2 separate regions of the Mus musculus genome follow, and region 1 is linked to region 2. The links are chromatin contacts, called in public HiChIP or PLAC-seq maps. All regions are on one chromosome and are shown on one strand. Each heading gives the region's core, a stretch centred on a gene start, on an enhancer-like site or on the middle of the called end of the contact. The rest is flanking DNA. Distances are from core to core; before and after follow the strand shown.

The links. HiChIP or PLAC-seq counts read pairs in DNA pulled down with a chosen protein or histone mark.
Region 1: an H3K27ac HiChIP or PLAC-seq map of extraembryonic endoderm stem cells shows a contact between it and region 2, with 2.0 times the contacts expected there. The contact joins two enhancer-like sites. A contact is called at or near these places in 4 of 484 Hi-C or Micro-C datasets (cerebellum, embryonic stem cells, trophoblast stem cells and 1 more) and 6 of 115 datasets of contacts at active chromatin or transcription factors (astrocytes, cardiomyocytes, embryonic stem cells and 3 more).

Annotation. Positions count from the first base shown.
Region 1 is chr8:36,606,453-36,612,825 of GRCm38.p6, reverse strand. All of the region lies in intron 5 of Dlc1 (deleted in liver cancer 1), which reads left to right. Among named protein-coding and RNA genes, the nearest start is that of Trmt9b, 150 kb to the right of the region's middle. Within about 2 kb of position 4,030, at least 42 of the 459 cell types and tissues checked have an H3K27ac peak or open chromatin away from gene starts, as enhancers often do. A contact at or near this core is called in extraembryonic endoderm stem cells, where this site is marked.
Region 2 is chr8:36,375,002-36,381,288 of GRCm38.p6, reverse strand. No RefSeq gene overlaps it. Among named protein-coding and RNA genes, the nearest start is that of Trmt9b, 80 kb to the left of the region's middle. Within about 2 kb of position 3,633, at least 15 of the 459 cell types and tissues checked have an H3K27ac peak or open chromatin away from gene starts, as enhancers often do. A contact at or near this core is called in extraembryonic endoderm stem cells, where this site is marked.

The DNA of each region.
Region 1 (6,373 bases), core at 2,781-5,280, 230 kb before region 2:
GCCTGTGGCTTTTTTTTTTTTTTTTTTTTTTTTTGAGCGGCGACGGCGTCTTGGACTAATTCCCCACCCTGCGCCCCTGTCCCCTCCTCCAACGTCAGTAGCTGAGAGCCTTTGATCCTTCTTAAGGGTTGCTTCTAGAGCAATAGCCCACCCTGTTGGTGTGGTTTTCTGTCTCTGCGAGTCATTTCAGCGCATGGCCTCTGGTGCGAGGACTGAGGTTGGGGAAATGAACTCGGGACCAGCATCCCTCTTGATGCGCGACCCTGGGGAAGTGGCACATCCTCACTGTGCTGTCCCCAACCCTGAGTAGTAACTTTTGACACAAGTGGAAGTTGTGAGCATCAAATAGGTAAAGTACCTAGCGGGTGACGGATACTGAAGTTCACTCTGTTCGCAAATTATGCCAATAACTAAAAGAGAAACCCTGCCTAAGTCATTAATCAGCGCAGTAGAGGGGGAAGAAAAATATATCTCCCCATCCGGTTTTGCTTTCAATGAGGCTTTTTACACCCAATGTGGTCACCAATGGGCTCATTCTCTAGAGGCGAGAGGTGGTTTCAAGCTGTGGCTTGGTGATTCGGAGGAATGCAGCCTAGGCACGGGCCATCCATTACCAAAAGATTCGTGGGGGTGGCATATGTGACGCATTTGAGTAGGGGAAAAAAAAATCAGGCTCTGGAGAAGGCAGAATGCCCAGTCTCAAGTTACATTTTTTTTTAACCCTGCAGAAATCTGTTTTCTGAAGGGATGAGGGGAAATAATAGCCCAGTGGACTGCAGCCCCTCAAAATGTAAACCTATCAGCGGCTCTAAGAGGTTGACTAATTCTGCTTCCATCTGGACTGCAGGCTAGTCCTCTGCGGGATAATTTGCTGACCATAAGGGTGGAATTAATGGACTACCCGGTGCCATCTTGGCAAGCAGATTGCAGCAGATGGTCAGAGGGGTGCCCTGCGAGGCAGCAGCCCCCCTAACAGAAGAGCCAAAGTCCTGAGGAAGGACTGAGTGTCAAATGGTTAGCAGATGTGCCGTCAGAAGTTATTTCAAGACATTTCCTGAGAAAATGTTGGAGATCGCCTGTGTTCACTTTTATTGAGGCGTGCCAGACTTGCAGCAAAGCCCTAGCCTGGGTGCATAATTTTTTCATTAGTACTACTGTTCAGAGAGTTTCAAGCGAAGCAAGGCAGACAGACTTTCTCTCAAGCTGGGTTTTCTTCTTTTTCCCTCAGAGTTTGCTTTTGACAAATTGCCTTTACTTTCTTCTGAGCCAAATGACACCAAAAGCCCAGGAATAAGGCGCTGACTTTTCCCCAAGTCATAGAGCCTGCAATCTAGACATGTGGTCTCCAGCTTAGGTCTTTGCCCTAGAGTGGATGAAGGCTGCTCTCAGTCACTTGTATTCTAAGTTCCCCTATTTATTTATTTATTTATTTATTTTATTTATTTATTTTTTTTTTGGTAGCTCTAATGCTCACCACTTTCCAAAGAGTGAAGAGGATGGTAAACCATTTCAGATTTCAGTATGCTGAAGCAACCCAAGGAGTTTTCTTTAATTGTGGAATACATGCAAGACAGTTTGCCCTTCGGCCTTATTGTGGTTAAAAGAACAAAGACCAATAGAACAGGCCAATAGATGTGTTATGACCGCAGCAAGCTATTACTAAATCAAGTGGCTTCTAAGCTGTCTGGTACTCCAGCTCCTATTGGTAGAAGCGATGTGGGGCTTAAAGGGGAAAGAGGAGACTCATGCAAGATACTTCCAATCTGAGGCTCGGTGAGGAGGCTCCAAGAGGTGGCTTCAAATACAAAAATTAGTACTTGGGTTTTCCTGGGTGTCCCTGTGGAGATCTTAAAAGCATGATGCAATGTTTAAATGAGAGGGGTATTTTTATGACCTAACCGAGTAAATACTCAATTTGGAAATATTCAAGGGAGGGTGGTTTGGTCCAGAAGAGCTGGGGGCATCCAGAGTACAGTGAGTGAACTAAATGGGACTCTTTTGAAGAGAGCCTTGTTCTGCACAGGATGGGCCAGTATTGTAAACACAAGTTTCTCATGCCTAACTCCCTTTCCTAGCAACAGGAAGACGGAAATGAGGCCATGCAAAAAAAAAAAAAAAAAAAAAAAAAAAAGAGTCCTAAAGGGCTCCAGACAATACTTGATCCACCCTGTACAGCCAGAGGACCTGCAGAAGTAAAAATAACCTCAGATGTTTCTGCTTCCTCCCTGGATATTACCAAACCAGTGCAGACCTGACGTCTCCATGCTGTACAGAGAGCGTCAGAACCCAACCTGGCCCAGGTACCCCAGGCTCCAGGCGCGCCAGACAAAGCAGGAGAAAAGGGGAAAGGTGGCTGTCACGTTTAACAATTCTACAGGCCAGTGATAATGTGCGCTAAGAGACAATGGCCAAGAATGATTCTAGTCTCTAAGCATAGCTGTCTCTTAGTCTTTTTTTTTTTTTTTTAATCATGGCCCATCTGTAAAAAGTTCCCTCCTGTGTAGTCAAGGTCAAGTTAGAATGCCCAGTTTATGAAGAGTTAATATCAGCCCTGACCTGAAAAACACAAGCCCACGTTCTTCCTCGGGCTGTGGACTGAGAAGGAAAACGGGTTTTGGAACAGATCTGTCTTTTTCACAGCTGTCTCTATTTCTGACTTTGGCCATTTCCGGTGGAGGAATGCAGAGTTAAGTATGAGTAGGCTTTGAAGGGAGACCACGCAGGAGGGTTACAATTTGTTTTATAGGTACACGTTACGGCTTTGAATGTGTGAGATCAGTAGTGGGTCTTTTTTATTTTCAGTCTCAAATTACACTGGCCCTCTTTTATCCTTAGGGAATAAGTTTCAAGCTCCCAGGGCATTCCTGAAACCATACGCAGTGCCCATCCTTGTGTGTACCTTGGTTTGGTTTGGTTTGGTTTGGTTTGGTTTGGTTTGGTTTGGTTTGGTTTGGTTTTTTTTCTTCTTGAATACATTCCTACAATCAAATCCGTAGATTAGACAAAGAGTCACAATAGAAACAATACCATAGAAACAATTGTAACAATTAGCCATCAGAGGTTACTGGGGACTTACAAATAGTTTATTTCTGGAGCGTCTTCATCTCATAATTTCATTTCTTTCTGTTGAGGTTGAGCTGGGGTGGGAGGGGGGGCCTGCTCTAGGGGGACACTCAGTTGATGTGGAAAGGGTAGATTTCCAGCTGGGGAGGTCTGTCTTGTCTGTCAGCCTGCCCTGTCTGTCAACACTTCTCCCTTAGGTGGCCCCATTGTGGGGGATTATGATGAGCCATGATAAGGGTGGAGAGACTTCCCGGGGACAGTTAATCATCGCATGATTCCGCCTAGACCTTCTTTGTACTAGGTTTTTTTTTTTTTCTTGCTTGCTATCCTAAGTAGTGGCAGACGGGAAGACAACTCTGCATGTTACAGAGCCTCACTCACAGTCAAGAGTCACGCTTTTCTAGAATGTTCTGACAGAGTCTTGCAAAGACTGCTGTTTCCTGGGGGTATCTGTGTAATGTGATTGCAGCCTAGCAGATAGAGAGACAAGAGCGTCTGTCCTTACCGTCTGTGAGAGTCTCAGAATACCACATCTACAAAGTCAGACCTCCACTGGGCTGGACTAAGCAGTGCCTTCTCCAGTGAGGGTGTTGGGAGGTTGGTTTCTGAGAGAAGTGTCTGTGTTAGAGATCAATGGAAATAGTTGCCTGGCATCTTGCAAAATTTCTTCCTGCTAAGAAGGAAGGCTTTTGGGTGCTGCGGGTAAACTTTGTAAGCCAAACCAACACAATGGGAAGGTTTCTCTTCATCACCCCTGACCCCAGGTTTAGTTCTGTTAGCAGATGTAGGTTTTTATGACACTGAGTACTTTTTTTCTCCATGCCTAACTCTACTCGGTGGCCTTTTCAAGTCGGCTTCTCCACTAGTGGAGGACAAATCCAAAGCTAACGGAACCCTAAGCTCTGGTGAGCTGGGCCCTCAGTTGTCTGTGACACCACCCACATTTTGATCTCTTACCCACCCCGCCTCTAAGTGTCCTGCGGAGCGAACTGGAAGTCACTTCCTGATTCCTGTCACAGAGGCGCCTTCCTTCTCCTGTAGGAGTCTCCAAAGGATGTCTGAGGGACAAAAGGCTCCCACACCCTGAGGTTGAGGCACTCCCAGGCTCCCCATACTTAGAAAGCCAGTGAGGAAAACGGCCTTTGGAGTGAAATGGTCTGTGACCCAGGTATGGCTCTGCCCTACAGCCGCACTTTGTCACACTCAGGTGACAGAACCGGAATATTTTCTCCAATCTGGGTAAAATAGAGGCCTCATAGGACAGCCAATGTCCACTGAATTCCCCGTTTCAAACCAAGCTATAATGATATGGAAAGGGGATTTTGTGTGATGCGAGTGCATCTGTCAAAGTCACCCCAAGGGAAATTCCAGAACTTTGCAAAGGCATCCTTGAAAAGCCTGTCCCCTGCTGAGAGGCAGCTGGGACAGAAGTTCCATGTCCAAGGTCACAGTCAATGGGATAGCATTGTGGACCCCTTCCTGCTGGTGTGTGTAAACAGACTGGGAAGGTCCCCAAATGGGAACCTTTATGTATTTATAGGGATCAACGTGAGTTAACATTCAACTATCAAATTGTGTGTACTTCAGGTGCTGGGGTCCTAAGCAATTTTAAAGAAAATGATTTCTTAATCCATCTGGAAGATGGGAATATGCTTTTTATATTTTGAAGTATATTTATATATATTAATTTCTATATTTTGATATATTTATCTTTTTTTTTTTAGTACAGATTTGACTGGGTAAGGGGATATCCCACTCTCATCACACCATGTAACTTAAATCATCAAACCACCAAAAACCCAACCCAAACAAAAACGCCAGCCTTTTTGCTTGAGGTTAGACCAAAGGAGGAGGCAAACTTACACCTTTAACTAGCACTGGCCTCATTGTGTTTTCATTGGTCTTTGTTAAACCATAGCATTGTAGTTCACTCTTTTCTTAATTTTCTTTCTTTCTTTTTTCCTTCTTTTCTCCCTTCCTTCCTCCCTTCCTCCCTCCCTCCCTCCCTCCTCTCTCTCTCTCTCTCTCTCTCTCTCTCTCTCTCTCTCTCTCTATCAGAAGAGGCTTAAGGCTTAACTAACTAGACTGGTTTTGCTTTTGTGTCTGCTGCTGTTTTGTTTCCGTCGGAATACCTTCCCATCCCCTTTATCTCTAATTTTAGGCTCAGGTAACATCCTGATTTTCAGTGTCTTATTTTCTCTGTTCTATTCCTCCTGGAGGACCCTGGGGCAAACGGCTAGATGGGGAGCTGACCTTTGCAGAATGGTAAGCTTTGCTATTTTGCGGAGAGAAATGATCGATGAATGGTACAGAGATGGGGCAGGCTGTAGGACTGTAATCAGGTATTTGGCCTTCGGAAGTGGTAAAGGGAAACTGATTGTACAACCTCAAGACATGACCTTTTACAAACTTGAGGCTTTAGAAAATAAGGCACCTTAAAGCTATGACACTTCTTTTTTTTTTGAAGCTGTCTTAATGTCTGTAGTTAGCACCCTAAGACCTAATTTTCCTTAGCATATAATTGGAAGTCTTTAAGTGTTCGATATAGAGTCCTAGAAATGCATTAACATATGTATATTGATTGACAGATGGGGGAGGGGTGCTGTCCTAATGGACTTTCTTTTTCTTAATTGCCATTCAAAGTAATGAGCTTTACAGTCCAATATCATCATGGGACATAAAAGCAGGATGGGGGCTGTGGGGCGGATGGGGTAGAGAGGTGCTGCAGCAAAGGTCTATTTTTATCCCACTCTAGACTGCCAAGAACTAGAGAGAGGGGATGTTGCTGCACCTATCTCCTCAGTAGCTCAGGTCCTCCTCAGTTTGACCTCTTCATCCTGGAGCGCGGATGCCCGTTTTTGATTAGCTGGGAGATATTTTCTATTCCTGGGAATAAAGTACATTAATGTGGAGGCTGGAGTTCCTGACAGCCCTGTCACTCGGGACCTCACTTCTGCACACCATGGCAGTGACGGGAACCACTCCCTGGCCTGGTTTGAGTGGTTAAAAGCAGTACTTTGCAATTGCTTGGGCAAAAGGATTCCCCAGAGGAAATTTCACTTGCCGTGATTTCTGCTTCATTGAGGTGTCATCTCAAGTGCTCGGTCGGTCCGGGTGCAGGCTTGTGGAATGTCTCCATGGAGGAGGTTTCCTTCTTTCAGAGTAAAACCCTTTATTAAGCTGTCATCACATCACAGGGGGGAAAGTGGCTTCTTTATCCCCCTCCTTAGATTATTTCTAGGAATTTTCTTTCCTAGAAAGCAGCATCTCTGTCTCCAATCTTCAACAGATCAAGAGGGTAGATAGAAAA
Region 2 (6,287 bases), core at 2,384-4,883:
TTTTATTAAATAGAAAGAAATTTGGAACTTATAAAAAAGTTTAAGTCTCAATCCATAGAAAGGAAGAAATAGGGAATAAGTCTCTCTCTCTCTCTCTCTGTCTCTCTTTCTCTCTATGTGTCTGTGTCTGAGTGTGTGTATATATATGTATATATGTGAGTATATGATGTGTGTTTTAGGTGTGTATGTGTATGTATATGTGTGTCTGTATGATTATATGTGTGTATATATATATGTGTGTGTATGTATGTATGTGTGTATGAGTATATATGGATACATATGTGTATATGTGTATGTGTGTATATATGTGTGTTGATAGGTGTGTGTATGTATATGTGTGTATATATATATATGTATGTATGTATGTGTGTATGAGTATGTATGCATACATATGTGTGTATGTGTTTGTATGTATGTGTATTTATAGGTGTTTGTGTAGTTTGTGTATGATATGTGTATTGTGCTGTGTCTCTTGAGACACAATGATAGAGTTTAGGGGAGAATAAATTTTCAAGAAAGTTGAAGTGGCAATTGTCATTTCTCCAGCATGTACTGAAAGAATATGGATCTTATTTCTAGGGTTGCCTAAAACTTAGCGTAGTAAATTATTAGGAGTATGGGTACCTGGAACTCTCCCAACATTTCCCAGGCTGAGGGCAGACAGACAAACATAAACACCTTTCATGGGGTTCCCTGAGCCTGAGATGTAGAGCTTGTGTTGTAGATGCTCAGCGGTGGGGGTGGTGTGGGGGGGTGGGTTATGGCTTTCCCTGTGGAATCAATTTCTATCCTCCACTCTCAGAGCAGGCAATGATGATGGACCGGAGAAAGGATCCCATCCAAGCCCATACCAACTGATGTCTTGTTGCTTCGAGATTGAGGTGCCCACCAAAGGTGGAAAGGGTGAGCGTTCCTCTTTCCTGAGATTTAAAATCATTTATTTATTTACTGTGTTTGATGTGCAGGAGCTGGTATGTGTTCTGAGTCACTAGGTCTCCAAGAATGCTAGAGAGAGTGTAAGGAAGACATTCTGAACTGTACTTACGTGATGTACAACGCTGGCTATTTATACATCAAACATCCGAAAGGGTATCTTCTGTGAGGGTCAATCTCGACTATCAACTAGATGCGATTGGGGATTCCCGTGGAAATAGGTCCCTGAGTATAGTTGTGAGGGCTTATTTAGATTATTAAATTGAAGTAAGAAGATCTGCCATATACGTGGGTAGTACTGTTCACTGAGCTAGTGTCCCAGACTGAATACACGGAGAAGGAGAGCTCAGCACAGCATTTATCTCTGTTTTCTGACTAAGGACTTACTGTGACCAGCCACCTCCTCTTCCTACTGCCACCCCATTCCCTGCCAAGACAGACTGCTTAACCTAGAACTGTAAACAAACAAACAAACAAACAAACACTCCCTCTTCCTTCCTTAAGTTGTTCTGTCAGGTAATTTGTTGCAGCAATAAAACAACTAACCGTACCTCCTCTCATTATTTAAGTGGTTTCAGGGCTCTACTTCCTTTTCAGAGCCAACGTTCTTGCCTTAGGATACGTTATTGTCTTCTTACGTCACTGAGTCTGTTGATCCTTCTTTCCCATGTTAGCTTTATTTCCACAGTTGTCAGCTCTTTAGAGTTAGGTGCCACTTTTTCATAATACGGATTACCCAAAAAAAATTTTTTTTTTCATATTTATATTTGTTTCAGTGAGGGAGGTGGGGAGTGGGGAAAACTTCCCCCTTGCTTGGTGGTTGTTGGTACCAATTGGTACACATGGGATCCACCAAGCTCTTTAAAATTCTATACTATTTGTTCTAGTCTTTTCGTTTTCTTTTAAGACCAATAGTAGAGACAAAAGTGTTCTACTTCCACCTTGTTTATTTTTGTCTATAACTCAGTGATGGCCACCTAGAGAACTGTCAAATACAGTCACATCCATCAGGATATTGTCATAATCAGAGCCAATTATCATTGTCATAGTCAATATGCAAGAGTCTCATAAGATGAAAATGGAGCTTACACGTTTTGTTTTTGTGGTTGTTTTGAGATAGGGTTTCTCTGTGTCACCCTGGGTAGCCTGGAACTTACTCTGTAGACCAAGCTTACCTCAAACTCAGAGATCTGCCTACTTCTGCCACCTGAATGCTGCAGTTAAAGGTATACACCACTACCACCCTGGGCTGGTAGCTTACTTTTTAAATACAGTGTTTTTAATGTTATAGAATACGAGTTACTCATGTTCATGGTTATGTTACTACAGACAAAGCTACCATACTATGGAACCTGTAAAAGTATAGCAGTGTGATTATTATGGTACATGATACTTGGTCCTGATGATAAATGACTGTATTACCAGTACTGATATTCATTATACTAACTTTTATGGTCATTTTGGAGTTCACTTCTATTCATACATGTCAACTGTGAGACAGCCTGCCTTGTCACATGGGAGCAGTCTGCTTATGGATCTCGGGTGCACAGAGTCTCTAGATTGAGTAATTTTTTTCTTGTACCAAGTCTAATCTCTTCTTATGTAAGTGTGCTTTGTGATGTTTGCAGTACCAAGAGATTGCCTCTTAGACTCTATTCTAGTTGTTAAAGGATGTAGGGCTGTAGTTACTCAGTGAGCGATGGCAATCTGAGCAGGAATGAAAGCGACCCACTGCTGTGTTCCTCCTTATCTCACTAAGAATAAGCAAGTAAGGGCCACCTCATTTATTCATCTCTAACAAGTACAGTAATTCTGCTGCTGATGGATAGCTAACCATGCATGGTACTGGCTTTTTTAATGAGCAGAATATCAAGCGGTAGATAAGAATTTTATGAGGCTTTTATATTAGCTCTGGCTTATCTGAAATGCTAGAAGAAAGTGAGGATATGTCGATAAGTGCTTTCTGCTCTGTGGCCATTGGTTGCTGAATTTTTGACCAAACTCTTTTTAAAGAAATGACCTAGAATACGAGAAGAGTAATTCTAAGAAATTGGATTCTGTGCGGCCCACACCGTATGCCAAGATCCATGCTTTCTGGGTGTTTTGCAATCGCCAGTCACTATCCCTGGATGAACTGTCACCCTGAGTGGTAACTCTAAAGTGTGCTATCTCATCACAATATGCTTTCACAGAGAACCACGGCTACCATATTGTCAGAAATACAAATTCTGTTTTAATAGGATAATGATTTTGATTTTTTTCAGGTCTGGGATATAGCTCACTGGTAGAGCATATGTAAGACTGTGGGTTCAATCTCTAGTATTAAAATAAATGACTTCTGGAGTCCCCGTTTCCTCCCGCCTTTCTGACTCGTCCTTAGTGATGTACTTTATGAACACTGGTTGTTCTGTTTCTCAAGCTGTGACATTTGTTAGGTGAGTGGTGAGGTCTCTTTTGGCCCCTTCATATCCTCCCTGGGACATGTCTCCCTGTTCTCTGACTTTAACTGTAGACAGATGTCTAGGCTGGGCTCTAAGATCCTGCCTAATTTAATGTACTTAAGAGAAGCAGCCCTAGAAGTCTAGGGCACACAGTGAGCCTGCATAGATCGAGTAATGGAACATGAGCTGAGAGAGTTCCCAGGCGAAACAGTGAGTTCCTCAGATGAGCTTAGTGGCTTACGTGAAATCAGTAACACAGATGAGAAAGCAAGGCTGGAAAAGCTGGAGATGAAAGGTATCAGACCCAGGGGGCAAGCTCAGGCAACACAACACACATCCACTTGGATCCCAGAAAGAACACACACACAGATACACACATACACACAGATACGCACACACAGATACACACACACACACACACACAGATACAGAGAGAGAGAGAGATACACACACACACACAGATACACACACACACACTCACACACACATATACACAGATACACACACAGACACAGACAAACACACACACACACACACACACACACACACAACTTTTTAAAACATAATGGCGGGCAAGTCCTTACCGAGCAGTAGCCACACAGCTTTGTTAGCCTGCTCAGTTTGCAGAATTACTCATGAAAGTCTAACTTACCCTGTTCTTCTTTCTAGCTATCTATAGCATGTTTTCCTTAAGGCTCACTAAACCTCCCATTCCTGCCACATGGCTACTAGCTCTCCAAGTGGCTGATCTCCTTTAGCTCAGTGGGCGTGGCTTTTCCCCTCTTTTCTAAGCCCTCTTCCAGGCAGCTGATGAGCCTTAACAGCTTGCTTGCCCTGGGGCTTTTCTTTTAAACTTCAATAAAATTGTTCCCTAGCTCAAAAAGGAAGGAAGGAGGAAGGGAGGGAGGGGAAAGGAAGGGAGAGAGGGAGGGAGAGAGGGAGAGAGAGAGAGAGAGAGAGAGAGAGAGAGAGAGAGAGAGAGAGAGAGAGAGAGAGAGAGTAGATTTGCGACATGGGATGATAAAGTTATCACTGATCCAAGCTGTTCAAACAACCCAAGTCAGATAAGCACAAAGGAGTCCAAATCAGAGTCCATTGCAATCAAATTTTAAAAGTTAACTAAAAGGTAAATTCTCACAAAAGATAAAGGGCACACTGTATAGGACAATGCTAAGAATTGGCTGACATCTCTCCCAAAACAGCACAAGAGAGCAGGCAGTAGAACAGTGTGCTTCTATTTTGGGAGTGCGTGTGAGAGAGTGAGTGTGATTGTGTGTGTGTGTGTGTGTGTGTGTGTGTGTGTGTGTGTGTGTTTCAAACATTTAGCACAAGAGCTACCATGCAGTACAATAGAGCAACTGTATTACTAGCTAACAAACTAGCAATGTATCACCGGGATTGAGTAGGAACATCTCACCATGTTAGAGCAGCAACTCCTGAAAGAGGCATGACAGAGCCAATGTGTATACAGCCAAGGACAGAGCTTCGAGACGCAGGGCCCGACTTATGTATCAGCGCCTCCTGTGACGCTTTGTAAATGCTGCCCCGGTGCATTTTGTCCCCCGAAAGTGCTGTTGAAGACTCTCTGAGTCTGCTACCTGGGCTGGTGTGTTCTGTTACTGTTGCTTGGCTTACTTTTGTTTGCCTTCTCTTCCTGTCTTGTTTCTTAGACACCGGGTCTCACTCTGCAGCAAAGACTGTCCTAGCTGTCCTCTTAGTTCAACTCCCTGTAGGTATTGTTTTTTTTAAAGCTCCACCATGTCTAACATTTAGCATGTCTAAGGCCATGAATCATCGTTCTCCGGTCTCCGTTCTTGCTAAGTCCAAACATTTTCAGACCTCGGTGTCATAAACTCTCACATTCGCCATGAGAAAACAGACTCTGTGAGATGAAGTGACCTACTCAAAGTCACACAGACAGGACAGAGCCAAAATTCAATCCCAGGTCTGTCAGATAGTCAGGGCCTTGGCTCTATATTTAATCATACTGCCTCCCTCAGTCTTTTCTCCCTTTTATAGGCAGAGCCAGGAGCATAATTTAAATGATATTATCTATAAGTCTGTATGAAAACCTTAACATGAAGTATATTTAAAGATTTTATTTATGTGTAGGTTATAAAACACAAATTTACAGAAATGAGCTTAAAGTTTCTGCACTGCTCATAGTAAAGAACTCAATGTCGTTCATAAATTATAAATGCAGTGGATTTCCAAGACTGTTGTAGATTCAAAAGATGTTTCCAAGCCTGGTTGGTTCAGAATGGTAATCAATACACATAATTCTTTGAGACATAGCTTCTATCATACAACTTTCTCTCTGGGAATGGCATAGAAGCTGCAGAATCTGCTTCGATCTTCCACCCAAGGGTATACTTGGGAAATCTACTGAATTGTCTCTGGAACGTGGGCAGAATTCAACCGAGACTCAAACGCTGAGGTCCCGGGACTAGAGAGACATCTCAATAGTTTAAACCACGTGTTGCTCTGGCAGAAGACCCAAGTTCAGTTCCTGGCACCCTCGTGGCATCTTACAAATGCCTATATGTCCAGTTCAGTATTAAATTCCCCTTCTTGTCCTCCAGGACATAAGTGGTGCATATTCATACATGCAGACTAAGATACATATACATGCAAGTAAAACTAAATATTTTTGTAAAAGAATCTGAGGTCCTAGGAGGGAAAACAAAACCACTCTGCATGGTTTCAGGAAGCTTCATGAGATATGTAATGATTTAGGGAAGGCAGGCACCTGAATCAGATAATAATAATAACAATAACAACAACAATAACAATCATATTTCAGAAGAAAAGAAAAAACAGGAATACAATTTCACTTGGAATGATGCATTAAAGACCACATTTGAGTGAAAAGAAAGAGTGGGCGGCAGCAACCAGCCCAGCTCTCAGCAGCTA